Linked DNA regions of Mus musculus: region 2 is linked to region 1. Evidence: chromatin contacts called from public HiChIP or PLAC-seq data. All regions are on one chromosome and are shown on one strand. Each heading gives the region's core, a stretch centred on a gene start, on an enhancer-like site or on the middle of the called end of the contact. The rest is flanking DNA. Distances are from core to core; before and after follow the strand shown.

Region 1 (2,700 bases), core at 174-2,673:
AAACTTGGGGAGGAGGAACCGGCTGGAGGAAGGTCGCAGGCCAGTGGGCAAGGCAGAGGGATCTGGGGTTTGGAATGCCTAACCCCTCTAGGGATCCGCTGCACGTGCACCGGGTGAGGGTATGTTTACGTCCACTCCACTCCACCAGTCCTCCCAGGCGCCCTGCGCCGTTGGGCGGGAAGCGGTGTCACCCGCCAGCCAACCCCGGGTCCCCGGCCCGTGTCCTCTACCTTTAGGAGACCGCAGTCCGTCTAAGAAGCACTAGGGGGCACGTCCATTGAGAGAGTCTCCACATGGAAAAAGCTCTGTCCGAGGGACCTGGAGCAGCAACTGGGCTTCTGTTGCTTTTCTTCGCCTCCTCCTCCTTCTCCGGGTGTTCTCCCTGTAGGGAACTGTGTCTTGGGGTGGGCCCAGCGGGCTGAGGAAGAGAGGTGATCGGGCTGGAGGCGGCAAGACTGGATCCGCCGGGCGAGGACACCGGCGCGAAGTGGGGAGCCCAAGTCACTCTCCCGGCAAGTTCAAGAAGTCTCCAGCCAAGTGCTGACACACAGCCTCGAGCAGGGGGAGGAGTGCGGGGCCGGGACGGGAAGGGAAGGCTGAGGCAAGGCTGCTGCTGTCGTCGGCCTCAGGGACCAGCGCTGGCGGGGCGCGGGGCTGGCTCCGGGACTCGCCGGGCGAGGGACGGACGTTCTGCGTTAGCTGGGCCGCGACCCATGGCTCGGGGCAGCCATCGTGGGCGATGCCGTGTCCGGGCAAGGGCGCAGCGAAGATCTGGGTGGCGGGCGGGCCGCCACTCTGCATCCCTCAGCCTGACTCTGGCGCACCCCCATCAGCGCTCGCCAGCAGAGCCCGCACGGCTGCGGCGCCCCGGCGTCCTGGGGCTCATTCTCGAGACAGTCCAGCCGCGCGTCTCGGGTTGCCAAACCGGGTGACCTCGCGCTCCGAGCCCTCGGGCCAAGTGTCTTTTGTGGCAGCCTGGGGTCCACTCACTCTTCCGCCCGCTCGCCTTGGGCGCTCACTCCTGGGTCAGAGTGGCCCCGCATTGAGGGTAAGACTGTGCTCCGGACTCCCGGTTCTTAGCGTCGGTCCGCGACTCTAGCTTCTCCCGGACAGCCGAGGCCACAGCGCCAGGCGCGCACAGTCTGGAGTTCCAACCCGTGTCGTGCCAGTCCCTCGAAGCCGCGGGTGACCCTCGCGTCTTTCGCCGGGAGGGCGTCCGGTGCCTGGTGTCGCCTGGGGAGGCTACGTCCGGGGCTGCCAATCCCGGGCGGGCTGTGGGAAGCGCAGCGGCGGCGGGCGCAGTGCGAGCAGGGCTCTGCGCGGCAGGGCGAGGACTCCGGCGGCGACGACGGAGGCGCCGTGGCGCGGCGCTCGCGGCTTTTAAAGGAGACGCCGCCTGCCGGCTCCCTCCCGGCCGTGGCCGAACACCTCCCCCTCGGAGGCGCAGCGCGCCGGGGATCCCCGGGCGGGCGGGAGCGGCGCGCAGGGGTGTGGACGGCGCGCCCTACGGGGCGGCCGCGGTGGAGCGGGGCGGGGCGAGCGCGCGGCCGCTAAGGGGTCGCGTCCCGGATGAGTGTGAAGCCGACCCCCGGGACCTGGATCCGCGCCCACAGCTGCGGGAGACTAGGGCAAATCCAGAGTCCACTGGCCTCTGAGTTCCCTCATTGGGCCAATATTCAACTTGAGTTTGAAGTTTTTAGGTAAGAGCACATTAAAAAGAAGAACAGAACTTACAAGTTATTAGACATTTTGGCAAAAATGTGAGCAAACGCTTCTGTTTTGAATGGTGAGAAGAAAATGTCGAGAAATAGCCGATACACATCTGAGTGCATTATTACATTTTATAAATATTCATACATTTATATTCAAATAAATGAATCTAATAAAAAGATGCATATATTTTATATGTATTTATTTATGTAAATTATAAAAATACGGGTACAGGTTTCTGAACATAGATACACACTTGTAAAGTGGACATCCCTTCTAGTGATGTGTGTGTGTGTGTGTGTGTGTGTGTGTGTGTGTCCATGTGAGGGGACAATGAGAGTTAATAGAAATTCTCTTTATAGAAGCGATCACTTCGATACTTGTGATATTTATCTTCCCTTCCACACCCACCTACTCCAGAGTCAGGTAACAAGACAATTCCGGTTTGAGACCTTTGAATTTTCTGCCTGGTCCTCTCTCTCCACTGGGTCTCCAGCAGTAAGGCTCTGGCTGTGGCCAAGCCAGTTTTCTTCCTCAGCTGGAAATGTCCCCAAAGCTGCTGAGCCAGGATTCTTTTTTGAAATCTTTCCATTTCTCCCTACATTCAGGAGCCTTCATAGTACCACCACTGGCTACCCACAGGACCCCCAAAACTATGGGCTGAGCATTCCTGTAGAAGACCAGAGTGAATAACGTTACGTTGTGAACCAGATCTTTCCAGTTTGCAAAGCAAAGACCGAGAAAGACCAGAAGCAGGGGCTTTAATGATTTTTTTACCCACGTGTGCTAGCTTTTCAGTCGGGGAGCTAAAATAACTCTAGGTTCGTTCACCTAAATCGGATTAGCAACCCACAGAGGGAAATTAGGCCCTGGCTGTTTCTAGAGCTGTAGAGGTCAAATAAGGTATTTTTGAAGGAAGGCTGTCTACAAGGGAAATTAAAGGAGAGGAAGGGATAGATCCAGCAATTTGCGATCAGCTACTGTATTCCT
Region 2 (2,700 bases), core at 156-2,655, 520 kb before region 1:
TAATATGAATGTCAAAGAAGCCACCCAACAGGTTCATATCCTTCCCCAGAGTGACAGTTCTGTAGCATCTGTGTCTTCCTCTGACTATAGATGAGGCAGCACCATTGGGCACATCATGGGAGCCAGTTAACATTTTAGAAGTTCTTCCAAAAATTTCTAACTGAAGTACTATATAATTCGGGGTATACATGGAAGGGAATAAAGTCAGCCTCAAAGGCCATCCACACACACATGGTTGTTGCAGCATTAGTCACAATAGCCATGGCCTGGAGTCAGCCTATGAGCCCATCAACAGTGAGTGATATGGAAAATACAGTACATAAGCCGAACGAAACAGCATTCAGTGCAAAAAAAAAAAAAAAAAAAAAAAAGATGAAATCTTGTCCTATTTGTGGCTATGTGGATAACTTAAAGTACATTATCCTAAATGATACAGAAAGCTGAATAGGATACAATTTCACTAAGTTTGAAATTGTAAACAGTGGCTGTCATTACTGTACCAAGTAGAATGGTAGTTACAGGAGTCTGGAAGATAGAATGGACACGGAGCATGAGAGTAAGATTCTGTGTCCAATTGCACTGTAAAGTGATTTTGACTAAGAGGATTATGTTTGAAAGCAACTAGAAAAGAAGAGTTCATTTTCCCAACACTACAAAGGGTGTTTGAGGTGGTAGATACACGTCTTGTCTAGGTCATCACACATAATAATAGAATGGTGATGAGAGATCGCATCGTGCCACATAAAGATGTACAATTACCCTCCATCAACTTAAATCAAAATAAAAAAAAATTTATTTGATAAATGACAAGACAAACCTGTAACTAGTCTAAACGCTCAGAACCCCGGTATCTACGAGGCCTCAAGCACACATACCTACAAAGAGGTGCCTTCCCTTCTGAGCAATGAATTTTATTCTTTCTGTCGCATTTAAGAGCTTATCCACCATTTCCCAAAGTTTTGTGTATTAGTTACTATTCTGAAAGAAATGTCAGGCACATGTGGGAGACCTCTCTTATAATAAAAATTGAGTTGGAAAAAGCAAAACTACGAATGTTTAGCAAAAACAAACTTTGAAAGGAAGCTCAACGCTTTAAAAAAAATGTTTCCTTAGGCATTTTTCTAAAATCAGCCTTGTTTCTGCATAATATTTTTCTTGGTTGGGCAAAGGCTGGTTAAAATATTCATTATTTTTTTAATGTACCATGCTGCTATTTGCAGCTTCAGGTAGTTAATATTTGTGTTTAAGCTTTGCAGTTCAAATGGGAAAATCCACCCTAAGGAGTATTGCTGAACAGCATGAAGGAATCCTTCGAAACAGGAGGTCCCTTTCCTGAATACCAATCAGTGTGGCTTTCCTTTGTGGCCGAGAAAGGAAGCGCTAACCAATGTTTGCACTCCACCATGCCCTGCATGTCAGAAGCTTAATTCCAAACACTGGCTGCCTTGTCGGCTGGGTTTCCGGATGGCAGAATAAATTGAACCTCTGAAGGCCGATGGCGCTACTGTGTCTCCAGATGACGTCAACGTCTTCTGGGACAACAGTGTGAAAAAGTGAAATATAATCAGAAAGTGCCTGGATAAAGATTACCTCAGTGTGTGTGTGTGTGTGTGTGTGTGTGTGTGTGTGTGTGTATTTGACTATGATAGGTCAGCCCTGTGAGCAAAGGCATTGGTGTTTATTCATACATAGAAGCCTGGATTAAGATGTAAGGGAGAGTGAAAGACAAGAGACCTTTGAGAAAAGTTTGCAGTCTGCATAGATGTATTCACCCTCCAGGTAAATACAAGCAAATTAGAGTCTAGGGAACGGTTCCCAGCAACAACTGTCCACCAAGTTTGTAGATGCTACTACAGATGTTACTGACAACAGTTTAAATGCAAACCATTCAGAAAGAAATGTGAAATTATGTGTCTGAAGAACTTAAGCATATTCTCAGGAGGGTCAACACCTTGGGCATGATTTTTTAACAGGGATTAACTGAGGGCTTTCTATGTATGAGAACTTGTACCCTTGCTAGAACAGGAACTCAGACATGAGACAGACAGGGCTAGACTTGGCATCAAGTTGTGTATTGTGTAACCCTTACCACCATTGGTTACTTCAGCGATCTCAGATAAACTAGTGTATCAATTTAGAATTCCTACCACTCACATAATTTTAAGAGGATATACATATATACATATATATATTTGCATGGTTTTCTTTTATTTCTAGTTTCTTATTCAAAGAAAATGTAGAAAATAGCAATACTAGTACTCTATAATTTTATATTACTTCTATCCATTCCACAATGTTTGATTCATATTCTTCAAAAATTTTGGGACAACCAACTGTGAGAATAGACTATTGTTCCTAGGACAGAAAAAGATCATTCCAGGGGCACTGTTTCCCTGCTGGGGCTCAATTCACCTCACACTGTGGAGGGTGTAAATGTAGCTTTCTCTTGCTTAGTTCTGAAGAGGTTCCTCTTGCCTCTTTCATTGATTTCCAGCCTATTCCAGAGCATCTGGACCCAGCTTGACTGGAATCAATTTAGGTCACCTTGGCCATACGGTTGTATCTATTATAACACAATAATTTATTCTGAAAATGTATGTATCTCCTTCAAAGAAGGCATGCAGGTCTCTGTTGTGTCTGATGTACAACATAGGCATGTAGATCCTGTACATGTATAACCACGTGGCAGTGGCTGATTTT

Evidence for each region. HiChIP or PLAC-seq counts read pairs in DNA pulled down with a chosen protein or histone mark.
Region 2: a contact with region 1 is called in an H3K4me3 HiChIP or PLAC-seq map of embryonic basal ganglia, with 4 times the contacts expected there. The contact joins the enhancer-like site here to the promoter of Bmp2 in region 1. A contact is called at or near these places in 6 of 39 promoter capture datasets (the 3T3-L1 cell line, embryonic stem cells, frontonasal cranial neural crest and 1 more), 8 of 115 datasets of contacts at active chromatin or transcription factors (embryonic basal ganglia, embryonic forebrain, embryonic hindbrain and 5 more) and 2 of 9 other capture datasets (embryonic stem cells and embryonic trunk).

The regions. Positions count from the first base shown.
Region 1 is chr2:133,550,882-133,553,581 of GRCm38.p6, reverse strand. It overlaps Bmp2 (bone morphogenetic protein 2), which reads right to left and starts at 1,423. Exons shown (of 3, transcript NM_007553.3): 1 at 231-1,423. RefSeq lists promoters at 458-773, 1,263-1,461, 458-2,700 and a cis regulatory region at 2,435-2,445.
Region 2 is chr2:134,066,951-134,069,650 of GRCm38.p6, reverse strand. No RefSeq gene overlaps it. Among named protein-coding and RNA genes, the nearest start is that of Gm39940, 330 kb to the right of the region's middle. Within about 2 kb of position 1,405, at least 23 of the 459 cell types and tissues checked have an H3K27ac peak or open chromatin away from gene starts, as enhancers often do. A contact at or near this core is called in embryonic basal ganglia, where this site is marked.